2 separate regions of the Mus musculus genome follow, and region 2 is linked to region 1. A link is a contact called in public HiChIP or PLAC-seq data. All regions are on one chromosome and are shown on one strand. The core of a region is the stretch at or near the end of the contact, and the rest is flanking DNA. Distances in the headings are between cores, read along the strand shown. Region 1 holds the start of Exo5 (exonuclease 5). Region 2 has its middle 27 kb from the start of Gm8439.

The links. HiChIP or PLAC-seq counts read pairs in DNA pulled down with a chosen protein or histone mark.
Region 2: a contact with region 1 is called in an H3K27ac HiChIP or PLAC-seq map of cardiomyocytes, with 5 times the contacts expected there. The contact joins the enhancer-like site here to the promoter of Exo5 in region 1. A contact is called at or near these places in 2 of 39 promoter capture datasets (cranial neural crest and embryonic stem cells), 2 of 115 datasets of contacts at active chromatin or transcription factors (acute myeloid leukemia and cardiomyocytes) and 1 of 9 other capture datasets (embryonic stem cells).

Annotation. Positions count from the first base shown.
Region 1 is chr4:120,922,268-120,928,514 of GRCm38.p6, reverse strand. It overlaps Exo5 (exonuclease 5), which reads left to right and starts at 3,510. Exons shown (of 2, transcript NM_028457.2): 1 at 3,510-4,004; 2 at 5,819-6,247. The coding sequence starts at 5,849.
Region 2 is chr4:120,612,659-120,618,905 of GRCm38.p6, reverse strand. No RefSeq gene overlaps it. Among named protein-coding and RNA genes, the nearest start is that of Gm8439, 27 kb to the right of the region's middle. Within about 2 kb of position 2,910, at least 99 of the 459 cell types and tissues checked have an H3K27ac peak or open chromatin away from gene starts, as enhancers often do. A contact at or near this core is called in cardiomyocytes and embryonic stem cells, where this site is marked.

The sequences.
Region 1 (6,247 bases), core at 2,261-4,760:
CTCCAATTTACCTTCTTTCTATGCCAGGGTAAGCCTTCATCAGGTTCTTAGCACTTCCTAACCGCTTAGGTTGTCTGCTGAGCCTCCTCTAGCACAGAGGTTCTCAACTTGTGGGTCAAGACTAATAGGCATATTCTCTCCTTTGGTGACACAGGTATTGGCCAAATTAGACCAGATTAAAAGTAGATAAAGGCAGGTTTATTAGGAGGCAGCTCTCAGGTGGGTTCATCAGTCTCAGAGGTGGAGGTCAGTGAAGTCACACACCCAAGCTAAAGCAAGGAGGTTTTATAGAGTTTGGTCAAGGAATGATGACAGGCCAGCTAGGAGCTGAGATGGTGCCCATACATGGTCACCTTGGGTGGGCACTTTTGGATGGGCTGCCAGAAACGGAAATGAGGAGTGATGTCAGCCCAGGGTTTTCTCCAAGCAGATGGGTGGTGTCTTAGTCAGGGTTTCTATTCCTGCACAAACGTCATGACCAAGAAGCAAGTTGGGGAGGAAAGGGTTTATTCGGCTTACACTTCTCAGAAGATTACACTTCTCAGAAGATGCCACCACAATGATGCTGGTCTCTTCTTAATCACCGCTAATTTCTTAGCTCCAGCTAACCAGCATCAATAGTCCCAGTAATGCAAAGTTTTTGCTTTAGTAGTTCAGGTATCTTGTTAATCACAGCTGATTCTTCAGCCCCAGCTAACCAGAACTACAGAATCTTCACAATCAAAACAGCAATGGTCCTGAAAAGAGTCTTTAATTTTCCCTCTGAAATTTCACAAGCCAGGCCTCCATCTTCTGCACTGTTCTCAACATTATCTTCCAAGCTCCTACAAAACATCTGACAGAGCTCTTAACACCGAATGGATCTTCTAGCCCAAAGTTCCAAAGACCTTCCACAGTCCTTCCCAAAACATGGTCAGGTTGTCACAGGAATACCCCACTCCTGGTACCAATTTGTCTTAGTCAGGGTTTCTATTCCTGCACAAACATCATGACCAAGAAGCAAGTTGGGGAGGAAAGGGTTTATTCGGCTTACACTTCCATGCTGCTGTTCATCACCAAAGGAAGTCAGGACTGGAACTCAAGCAGGTCAGGGAGCAGGAGCTGATGCAGAGGTCATGGAGGGATGTTCTTTACTGGCTTGCCTCCCCTGGCTTACTCAGCCTGCTCTCTTATAGAACCCAAGACTACCAGCCCAGAGATGGTCCCACCCACAAGGGGTCTTTCCCCCTTGATCACTAATTGAGAAAATGCCTTACAGTTGAGTCTCATGGAGGCATCTCCTCAACTGAAGCTCCTTTCTCTGTGATAACTCCAGCTGTGTCAAGTTGACACAAAACTAGCCAGTACAGGTGGGGTTGGGGGAAGAGGGCAGATGAGGTTTCCCTGCTTGTGCCGTGGAAGAGCAGGGATTCTAGCCTAACAGCAACCCTTTTAGGGGTCCCATATCAGATATTTACATTACGACTCATAACAGCAGCAAAATTACAGTTATGAATTAGCAACGGAAATAATCTTGTGGTTGAGGGTCGGCAGAACATGAAGAGCTGCATTAAAGGATCACAGTATTATTCCTAACCTTGTCTCACCTTCCAGGTGAGAGCCGCTGCTCTAGCAAATCTGTACTCATCTCTATCCATTTGTAGCTACAATGACATTCTAAAACACACACCCAACTACATTGCTTAAAATCCTTCTGTTGTTTATGATTAAGTGAAGATAAAGATCATTGTGGTGGTTTGAATATGCTTGGCCCAGGGAGTGGCATTAGGAGGTGTGGCCTTGTTGAAGGGTGTCACTGTGGGGGTAAGGCTTTTAGACCCTCTTTCCTAGATGCCTTCAGATCAAGATGTAGAACTCTCAGCTCCTCCAGTGCCATGCCTGCCTGGATGCTGCCATATTTCTCACCATGATGATAATGGACTGAAACTCTGAACCTATAAGCCAGCTTCAATTAAATGTCCTTTATAAGAGTTGTCATGGTGTCTCTTCACAGCAATGGAAACCCTCAGACAATAATTGTCTTAAGTGCAGACCCATTGGTACTATTTCTACCCAAATATACTTTGGTTTTGTCATAAAGATGTTATGGTCCCCAAATATCCATTCTTATTACTGGATTCTCTTAGGGCCTAACACTAGGTTCTAGTAGGATTAAGAGACTAGACTCAGCCACTCATCTTCAATATGCCCTTAATGAAAGAAAGGGGATTTATTCGATGAGGTCACTTTGGAAAGAGGAACAAACACAGAGGCCTAATGATTTCCAAGACTGTCTTTGGGGTTCTGACATGTGGTTTAGGTTTAAACAAAGCAAGAGGGATGTACAACTAAGCAGATCAAGGAACAGTCCTGTCCACAGTTGTCTCAGCTTGTGTCTTCTGCAGAGTGGTCTGACAAGCTGTAAGGATCCTATGAAGTCTCTTCCTGGGAGGTAAGTTCTCCTCTGAATGGTGGGTGGCGGGGGGGGGGGGGGGGGTGGGGGGGTGGGGGGGGGGGTTCTACTGCTTCCATACTGCCAAAGGGAGGGGCACAAGTGCTTCTCTTTTATCTTTGCTCCCACTGTGATTGAAGATAGTATTTCATGGGTTTTACTCCACATTTGGAAATTTCCTCTTTTTTTTTTTTTTTTTTTTCCTACGCAAGTTCCTTGTTTGGAATCTGTTCATCCTCCCCCTGATACAATACACTTTATAAAACCCTGATTCTGGTGAACCCCTTAAACTGGTGACTGAATTAACTAAATGAACCTAACAGCTAGGCTTTATCCTTCTGGACTTTAGACTCAAGTCTAGAGTCCCAGCGCTGAGATTTTTGGTGTGGGTCACCATAGATGCTGGGAAGTATTTTTCAAAGGCTCAGAGGTTAAGAGCACTAGCTGCTCTTACAGAGGACCTTAGTTTGTTTCTCTGTGCCCATGTGACTCAACCCTTCTGTAACTCTGAGGCCCTCTTCTGGCTCCCGAGGGCACCAAGAAGATATGAACCACAGACATGCATGCAGGGAAAACATTCATACACATAAAGGAAAAAACAAAACATTTTTTTTAATCTTTAAAAAGAATCTGGGCATAAGGGCACAATGGCTTGTAATTCCAGCACCGAAAAAGCAGAGGCAGGAGTAACCCAAATTGGAGGCCAATAAAAAGGATAAGAAATAAATAAAATAAAATAAGACACTGACAACTGCCAGCGTCTTTGAAGCTTGAGTTCATGATTGTTCACTAAGCTGGGAAAGCTGATGTCAGGTGCTAAGATCCGGATTCGGGCTCCAAGGGTGTCAGAGGCCAGCTGCACTGGGGACAGCGAGACGACCACCATGACCGTCCTCTCACCGGGCGGGCGTAAGAGAACGAGACGGTAACAGCCTGCACTAGGCACTGGTGGATAAGGAAATACAGCGGACTGCAGACGCCCACTCAGCCCCAGTGTCGCGAGAACCAGGGGCCTGGTGGGTGGGGAGGGGTGTGACATGAAAAGGGGCGGGCCTCCAACCGCCGCCGGGAATTCTGGGACAGGGGTGAAGAGCTAAGGGGCTGCCCCTTTCAGGCACGCCCCTCATTCGGGTTTTTGTTCTGTGCATTTTGGGCCCGCGATTGAGTCTTTGCGCTTGGGCACACCAGGGGGACTGGGGCTGGGGGCTGAGTGGAAAGCACACGCCTGCCTGCGTGGAAGGCCTGTAACGAGTCAGGACGCAGAGGATGAAGGCAGCAGCAGGCAGCCGGAAGCCATCAGCAAGGCAGGGCCTCCGACCTCAGGCTGCGGCTGGGAACCTGGAGAGCAGAACTTACCGCCTGGAGACCTTACCCTTGGAGAGGCCAGTGTTAGGAGGATTTATGACACGCAGCTGCCCTAGCAGTGTGACTCAAGTGGAAACACCATAATGTGAAGGAGTGGTCAGGTGAAGAGAACAGAAGTCCACATTCCATCATAGCAAGGTGCCTCCCCATCTCCCCTCGTTTTAATACATGCTCTTCCCTGTGAGGAGGGAAATCAACTAAGGCCCAGGTGAGTACGAGTTGCCTCTCTCCTGAACTTTTCAGAGCAAATAGATACATAGTAGACCCATCAATGCCTTTGGAAGGAAAGCCACATTTATTGTGTGTTAGTTAATATCTGTACTGTTTTAGCTCTGTGGGCATTGAAGGATTAGCTTACCAGTATACATTTTAAAGATGTGCCAGTCTCATCAGAGAATTTTTGAAATGTGCCCAAGATTATTCAAGAAACAAATAGCAGAACCGGGCGTGGTGGTGCACGCCTTTAATCCCAGCACTCAGGAGGCAGAGGCAGGCGGATTTCTGAGTTCGAGGCCAGCCTGGTCTAGAGTGAGTTCCAGGACAGCCAGGGCTACACAGAGAAACCCTGTCTCGAAAAACCAGAAAATAAAGAAAGAAAGAAACAAACAAACAAATAGCATACCAGCAAATTCTACTGGACGTTTCAAGATTAGATTCAAAATCTGTATCTTCAGGATCCCTAGACTCTTGATGCCGATCTGGTATTTTCTGAACATCTATCTCATTTAATTTTTCACCTAATAATTTTCAGCTTTATCTGTTTTAAAACTTTTAAAACATATATTCATATATAAAATATTTAATATGAATATTAGTAGATATTTCTATATCTTTAAGAAGTCAAGGGGGCTGGAGAGATGGCTCAGAGGTTAAGAGCACTGACTGCTCTTTTAGAGGTCCGGAGTTCAAATCCCAGCAACCACATGGTGGCTCACAACCATCTGTAATGAGATCTGATGCCCTCTTCTGGTGTGTCTGAAGACAGCTACAGTGTACTTATATATAATAAATAAATAAATAAATCTTTAAAAATAAAAAAAAAAAATAAAAAAAAAAAGAAGTCAAAAGTCTGCCAGGCAGTGGTGGTATAGCCTTTAATCTCAGCAGCTTGAGAATAAGTTCTAGGACAGCCAGAGCTACACACACAAAACCTGTCTCTCTCTCTCTCTCTCTCTCTCTCTCTCTCTCTCTCTCTCTCACACACACACACACACACACACACACACACACACACACACACACGTCAGAAGTCTAAAAAGAAAGTCATAAAATGAGGCTTTTGATGGATGATATAGCAGCTTTACAATTAATCTATGGTATATCCAAAAACGCTAGTCCAGGCAGCAGGTAAAGTTCATTATGTCATCCTTTCTGAACTTCTGTATTTAGCAGCATAAAAGTGTCTAGGCTGTGCATTTGCGTCTAAATTTTACATCAGTGTGAACTGTTGTCTTCTTTTACATGAATGTGAAGCCCTTGTCTGTCTCAGTGTACTAATTTTTGTATTCTCAGTTGTGCTAATAGACCTTTTTCACCCATAATATTTTAGTGGCAGCACTTGGGAGGCAGAGGCAGGAGGATTTCTGAGTTTGAGGCCAGCCTGGTTTAGAGTGAGTTCCAGGACAGCCAGGGCTACACAGAGAAACCCTGTCTTGAACTCCTCCCACCCCCCAAAAAACTCTGCTGGGCTACAGCAGCACACCACTTAATTAGTGTGTGCAATGACCAGTGTTCTCCCTCTAGAAGTGAAAAAAAGAATCAACTCGGATGACTGGGTGATAAACAACACAAAGACTCCTTTTATAAGGTGTACCTGTGTGTAACTCATTGACACTACTAATTGGTTATAAATAAATTGACTTCTTAGGGCTAAGAAGTAGAGAGCACTTGCCTAGCACACATAAGGCCCTGGATTCAGTTCTCAGTACTGAAATGAATGAATGAACCAACCAGTCAGCCAATATATGATTCTTCTTTATCTCAGGAATTTACAAGTCTGACAATATTTGGCATGTTCTACAGGTCCCTATTTGTTCAATCTAGGGCTGTACCATGGCTGAGACTGGGGAAGAGGAGACAGCATCAGCAGAAGCCTCAGGGTTTTCAGACTTGAGTGACTCAGAGTTAGTTGAATTTCTGGATCTGGAAGAAGCCAAAGAATCGGCTGTTTCACTTAGCAAGCCTGGCCCTTCTGCTGAACTCCCTGGGAAGGATGACAAACCAGTAAGCTTGCAGAACTGGAAAGGGGGATTGGATGTCTTGTCACCCATGGAGAGATTCCACCTGAAATATTTATATGTCACTGACCTGTGCACTCAGAACTGGTGTGAGTTGCAGATGGTGTACGGGAAGGAGCTTCCTGGTTCGTTGACACCTGAGAAAGCAGCTGTTTTGGACACTGGTGCTAGCATCCACCTAGCAAAAGAACTAGAACTTCATGACCTTGTGACA
Region 2 (6,247 bases), core at 1,661-4,160, 310 kb after region 1:
TACAGTAAGATCCAACGGCACAGGCAGTCCAGCCGCTCCTTGGACCACTCCATCAGGAAAGGCAGGAGAGAAGGTCACCTAAGAAAGATGACTGCAGCAAGCAGAGGCTCAGGCAAGGACCTTTTCAGCCCCTCCTTGTACTCTTTGTAGACCTGATAACTGGGGCTACAGTGTTTTCTTCTAACTCCCCTGACTGGCCATCAAACACCCACATCTACTTCCAAGGGGCCAATTTTGGCTCTAGTTCAGAAAAAGAGCTAACACAAGCTGCCCTAGAGATGAGCCGTCCTCTCTCCCTAGAGGTGTGGGACCTATGCCCTCAGAGGATTAGCGGCAGCTGAGACTGGGGTGTTGGAGAGAGGACTACTGTTCGTTGACTGCGGAGTCTCAGATCCACGAGGGACTTGGGGCTCAGTCACATTCTAGTTAGACGGAGTCTGCAAGCCCACCCGTGTCTTTGAGCCTCGGTTTCCTGATCTGTAAAGTGGTTGCTGGGATCCCGTGTGTGCAGGCTCCTCGTGCATCCAGCACAGGAAGTTCATGGCAGAGTAAGCTTTGCTGTGTCTCTGCAGTCCTTCCAGGTCTCAGATTGAGCACAGGTTAGGGCAAGGAAGCAGGGAGAGCAACAGGAGCTGGGCTGGCATAGGTGGCTCGCCAAGGAGATGAAGGTAAGACCCCCTTCCCTAGCTGCTGGCCTCTCCCTGTGGCCATATACATGTGGTCCTGCCCTGACACACATCAGCCTTGCCCATGGGGCAAGGTGCTCACCCTCTCTGCACAGTAGGTGATGGAAAACATCTTTCTTATATCCCAGGCATGTATAGAAAACAAGCTGTCTGCATGCAGATTCTCATACTCGAGAATACGTGTGCATACACAGACACACACACACACACACACACACAGACACACACACACACACACACACACACACACTGTGACCAGATTCCTGTCTGCAGTGAGGGTTCAGTTCCCCTGGTTTCAGATGAGGAAATAGAACTTCAGTTCAGGTTGGAACTCAGGCTTGGGTGTTCATCTGCTGCACCCAGGGCTCTTTCTTCAAAGCTATGCTTGATGGTAAGGTAGGCCCAGTGGCCATCCACAAGCAACTGTAGACAAATCCTCATTCCCAAGTCCCAGAGTCTCTGAAGGTTCCCATTATTCTTTATTATTTAAACACGCACACACACCCCACCCTTTCCTGCATGTGTGTACTCACAGGCTCAGGCTCAGGTGCCTGCAGAGGGCAGAAAAGGATGCTGGATATCATGGAGCTAGGGTTACAGAAAGTTGTGAATCAGTCAGCGTGAGTGCTGGGAGCTGAGCTCCTGTACTCCGGAAGAGCCTCACCAGCTCTTTTTTTGTTTGTTTGTTTTTTGGGGTTTTTTTGTTGTTTTTGTTTTCAAGACAGGGTTTCTCTGCGTAGCCCTGACTGTCCTGGAACTCACTTTGTAGACCAGGCTGGCCTCGAACTCAGAAATTCGCCTGCCTCTGCCTCCAGAGTGCTGGGATTAAAGGCGTGTGCCACCGCCCGGCGCTTCACCAGCTCTTAACCACTGATCCCTCTCTCCTGAGCACATGCCTTTTAAAAGTCAGAGATTGGGCCTGGCAGTGCTAGCACACACCTTTAATCCCAGCACTTGGGAGGCAGAGGGATCTCTGAGTTCAAGGCCAACCTGATCTACAGAGCAAAGTTCCAGGACAGCCAAGGCTATACAAAGAAACTTTCTCAAAAACAAAGAAAGATTTTGGAGTGACAATGTGGCATTTTATACCTCTGCTAGTGGCAAGTTTGGAAACAATGTTCTCCTGTCATGCACAGGGCTCTGAGGAAGGCCCTGAACCAGAGAGGGAGAATGGCGGCATGGCTGGTTTTTCTCAAGCAGCCTGCAGCCACCTGCTTGGGTGCTCAGGGACACAGGTGTAGCTCCCCTGGAGCCAAAACAATGCTTCAAGGCTCGCCTAGCCCAGGACTCTGTGTTCCCACCTGCTGCCCAGGTCCCCACCCCAGCATGCCTGGCTGCGCCCCAGGAAGCAAGGCAAACAAGCTTCCATTGATTCCCGTCCTGGCTAGGAGAATGCTCCTTTGTTGAGCTCCACACCTCTTCCTCTAGTGTCCGTGCCCACAGGACAGGTGTTCAGGATAGAGGCAGCCAGGCCGAGAGAGGAGAGCCTTTCCTAGGGATCCAAAAGAGAAGCCAAGGGCAGAATGTCTCCCCTCCCCCGCCGCCCCCCTCCCTGTGGCTTGTGTCCTTTTCTCGCCTGTCATTGTTCAGGCCTGGCACCCTTCTGTTGGACAGTGGAGCCCCAGGCTGTGTGTTTACCCCCCCCCCCCATCTTGAAAGCCTGCTGCTCCACCAGGTTATATCTGGACAGAAGCTCATGTGGTACTGAACGCCGTTTATCCTTGTCCACAGCCCTGTGACCAGCCTGGAACTCCATTCAGGGCAGTCTAGGAGAACAAAGTCCACTTAGACTTTAAAAGCTAACCTGGTCTCTTTCTCACCTCCCAACCCCCACTTGCTCTCTCACTGTGTAGCCCAGGCTGGCCTGGAAAGCCTGGGCTCCAGCCATGCCCACCTCCTCAGCCTTCTGAAAAGCTGGGGTTATAGGGCACAAGCACCATGCCTGGGTTTTCAGAGTTTAAATTTTTTTTTTTTAATTTTATTTTAGGGGGTCTGTGTGTGCCTGCGCGTAGAAGTCGGAGACCTTTTTATTTAGTCAGCTCTTTCCTTCTGCCTTCATGTCAGTTCTGGTGACCAAATTTAGGTCATCAAACTTCCCAGAAAGCCCTTTTATGCTCTGAACCACCTCACTGGCTGTTGGTTCTCTGGCACTCAAGCTCCTTAGCAGGCCTTCGCAGCACTCCCTAATTTGGGCATAAACCATCTCTCACATGCTCCTCCCGCTGGCCTTGACACTCCACTGTTCAGCCACCCACCTGCTTCACCCCTACTCACCAAGCATGCGCTGTGTACCATCATTGCTCAAGGGGCTAGATCTGCTTCAGGAAACCAGGCAACTCCACAACAGACTAAGGAACGTCATAACAGAGTGTGCGGGGTGCTGTAAGGAAAATCCCTCAGCTCAGGGAGTGGGTAGTATGATATATGTAGGGATCAGGGAGGGGACACTGTGTGAGGTGGCGCTGTGACAGAAGGAACTGAGAACCGAAGCAGGGAACAAAGGGCACAATGAAGTTTGCCTTCTCTGCTGAGTGACAGGAGCCTCCTAGCCTAAGTGTTCTGTGTGCTTGCCACCTCCAGGCTCCGCCCCCAGCCCCCGCCCCCAGCTCGGTGAAGCCCTTTCCAAGGGTATCCATCTCTCCCTGGCCTATCCAGGATCACACTGCAGCCTTCCTTATTTACTGACCTTGTCTCCCTCCTTCCAAACGCTAAGATGCTATCTCTGGTGGTGGACTTCGCCACTTAGAGGGTTCAGGTTCAGATTTCTCAGCGACTTGCTTAGTACCAGCTGTGGAGCCAGGCAGAGGCAACCTGATTCATCTTCAGTGCCCTTCCATAAGGTCTGGCTTATGGCCACTTTTACAGATGGGTATTCTGAGTGACTTCATGTCTAAAGAGTCGTGGGGATGGAATTGGAGTAGAAATTGTATGACCCTGGAGCCTAGCTCTGTTAACATTTTTTTTAAATAAGAAATTATATCATTTCCCCCCTTCAACCCTTCCCTCTTGTTCTAAAATTAATGTCCTCTTTTTTCTTTAATTGTTCACACACACACACACACACACACACACACACAGAGAGAGAGAGAGAGAGAGAGAAGGGGGGTATGCCCCATCATGCCCAGGTTATTCAATGCTGGGGACTAAATCCAGGGTTTCATGCGTGTTAAAGTAATTACCAAATGAGCTATGCCCCCAGCTTGCCCGCCCAATCTTAATGACCTGGAGTCACCTCCTTCTTTAGGCATGAGACTCTGGTCCTCAGATGCCCCGGCCTGACCCCAATCTTCTCCACCTTCTCTTCTATGGGACACTCCGCTTTTACACATTATCAAAGCAGACATTTCGCCTTCTGTTCCTTCCTGCCTGTGTCGTACCAGAGTAAAAGAGCACAGCCATGGCAGCCAGCTTGGGACAAGGCCATGCAAGAGTAGACACTGCCTTCCCCTTTCACGATGGGTTCCTGCCACGGGGCTCCAGAAGGAGAGCCAGGAGTCATCAAGCAGAAAGAACCAAGGCCCAGTGCTCATCAGAGTTGTGCACTGTAACTACCGCTGTTTCCCTGATGAATGTCGTGGGTGGGAATGACGTCTCAGAGTGAGAAGTGTCACAAAGGCCTTTGCTCTGGGCTCTCTTGCACCAGTCAGTTTTAAACTTTTTCTTTTGGGTTTAGTTCGGTATGTCAACGGCAATAACAGCCAACAGCAGCTGCTCTATCATCCAGCAAACTGAAACCGTCTCTCATCTTTCTGCTGACACCCTGAGGATGCCATTGTGAGTCTAAGACGGGTGAAGCAGTGTGCTAGAGGTCATCCAGATGGTTCTCCACGCCTGGCAAGCCCTAGCTCCCAGGCTAGTGGGCACCCAAGGCCTTGATCTCTACTAGCTCTGCCACCAGGTGTTGGGCTGCTTGATCACAGGCGGCAGGTGGGTAGAGGGACTTAGGAACCCCAACCCCTTAGAGAGAGTACAGTGCTGGGTCTGCTGTGCATCTCTGCTCACATTGCTTGCCCTCTCTGTGTTATCATGGCATCAACTGTGTAATGGAGTGATAAGTCCCCTCTCTTGGGCCTGCCCTGACAAGGATGCACAGTGATGTTTGTGTACATGCTTTGAACCTACAGTATATTATTATCTATTCCTGGAACTGTAGGAGAACCAGAAACCATGGGGGGGGGATGCTGGGATGGGCCTGCTCTAGGTAGAGAGAGGCAAAGTGAACCTATTGCCTAGCCGAGCTCACATGACAGGAGACCTGCTAAGTAGGTCAGCTTGCGGCAGGAAGAGCTATTCTGGGATCTGCTTGTCAGCGCAGTGCAGGGGCTGCGAGCAAAGCCTGGCTATTTCAGGGCCGCCAGAGAACAATGCTCAACAACTTTCACTTGGATCCTGGCCCTGCCTTTGTGGCTTGGGCCTGAGAGGCCAGAAGGCCCTCATGAACTCAGGGCCAGGGCTCTTCGTGAGTACTCTAAGATAGAGGTGAAGACATAAGGAGCATCCCTGCATAGCTTTCCGTCTCCTAGGTACCACTGCCCAAGAACTGTGGGTAAGGACAGCAAGGTTCTGGGCTTGCATTTCCCACTGATGGGAGGTTGAATGACTTCCCTACAACCTAGCGACTGCTTGCATAGGCCTGGCTTCCTCTTGTAAATGTGTGTGTGTGTGTGTGTGTGTGTGTGTGTGTGTGTGTGTGTGTATGCGCGTGTGCACCATATGGTAGATATATAATGTGTGTGTGTATAGTATGTGTGTATAGTGTATATGTATGGTATATTGTGTATATGGTAGTTATGAGTGTGTGGATACATATGGTCTTTATGTATAGGGCATATAGATGGTATGTGTGTATGAAGTGTTATGTGGTATGTTGTGTATATGTGATATGTGGTATGTTGTGTATATGTAATATGTGAATGATATGTCATATGTATCCATACATAGTATGTTTATGTCTGGTGACATGTGTGTGATATACAGTATGGGTATATGATGTGATATGTATGTGATGTATGATATGTACACATATCAATATAATGTGTGTATTGTGTATGTTATGTAGTACCCTTTTGGGTGTGTGTGTAGGTGACTGTTTATGTGTGTGTGATGTGTATGTGTCATGTGACAGTGTTTGTGTCCTAGCAATGTTTTATTTACTTTTTTATTTTGAGACAAGGTCTCACTAATGTAACTGTGGTTGGCCTAGAATCCACTATGTAGATCAAGCTGACCTTGAGTTCATAGAGATCCACCGCCTCTCTAGGGCTGGGATTAAAAGTGTGCACTATCATACCCTAGCCGTGTTTCAGGATTCATGAGATATTAATAGTATCATGCACAGGTCTGGTCTAGGCAAGTGCTCACAGACGCCTGTACCCACTTGAGCTTCTAGGACCTTCCAGGCCATGACAGTAACTGTGAGGAGGACAGAAGCACTTGGTGTGCTGTAGTATAAAACAGCCGTGGTAGAGCAGGCTTCACTGGGATAGCTGGGTTTTAGCCTGGTACTCAGAAAACTGTCTCATCTGGGCAGGACGGGACACATCTGTGGCCTCCTCTCCCAT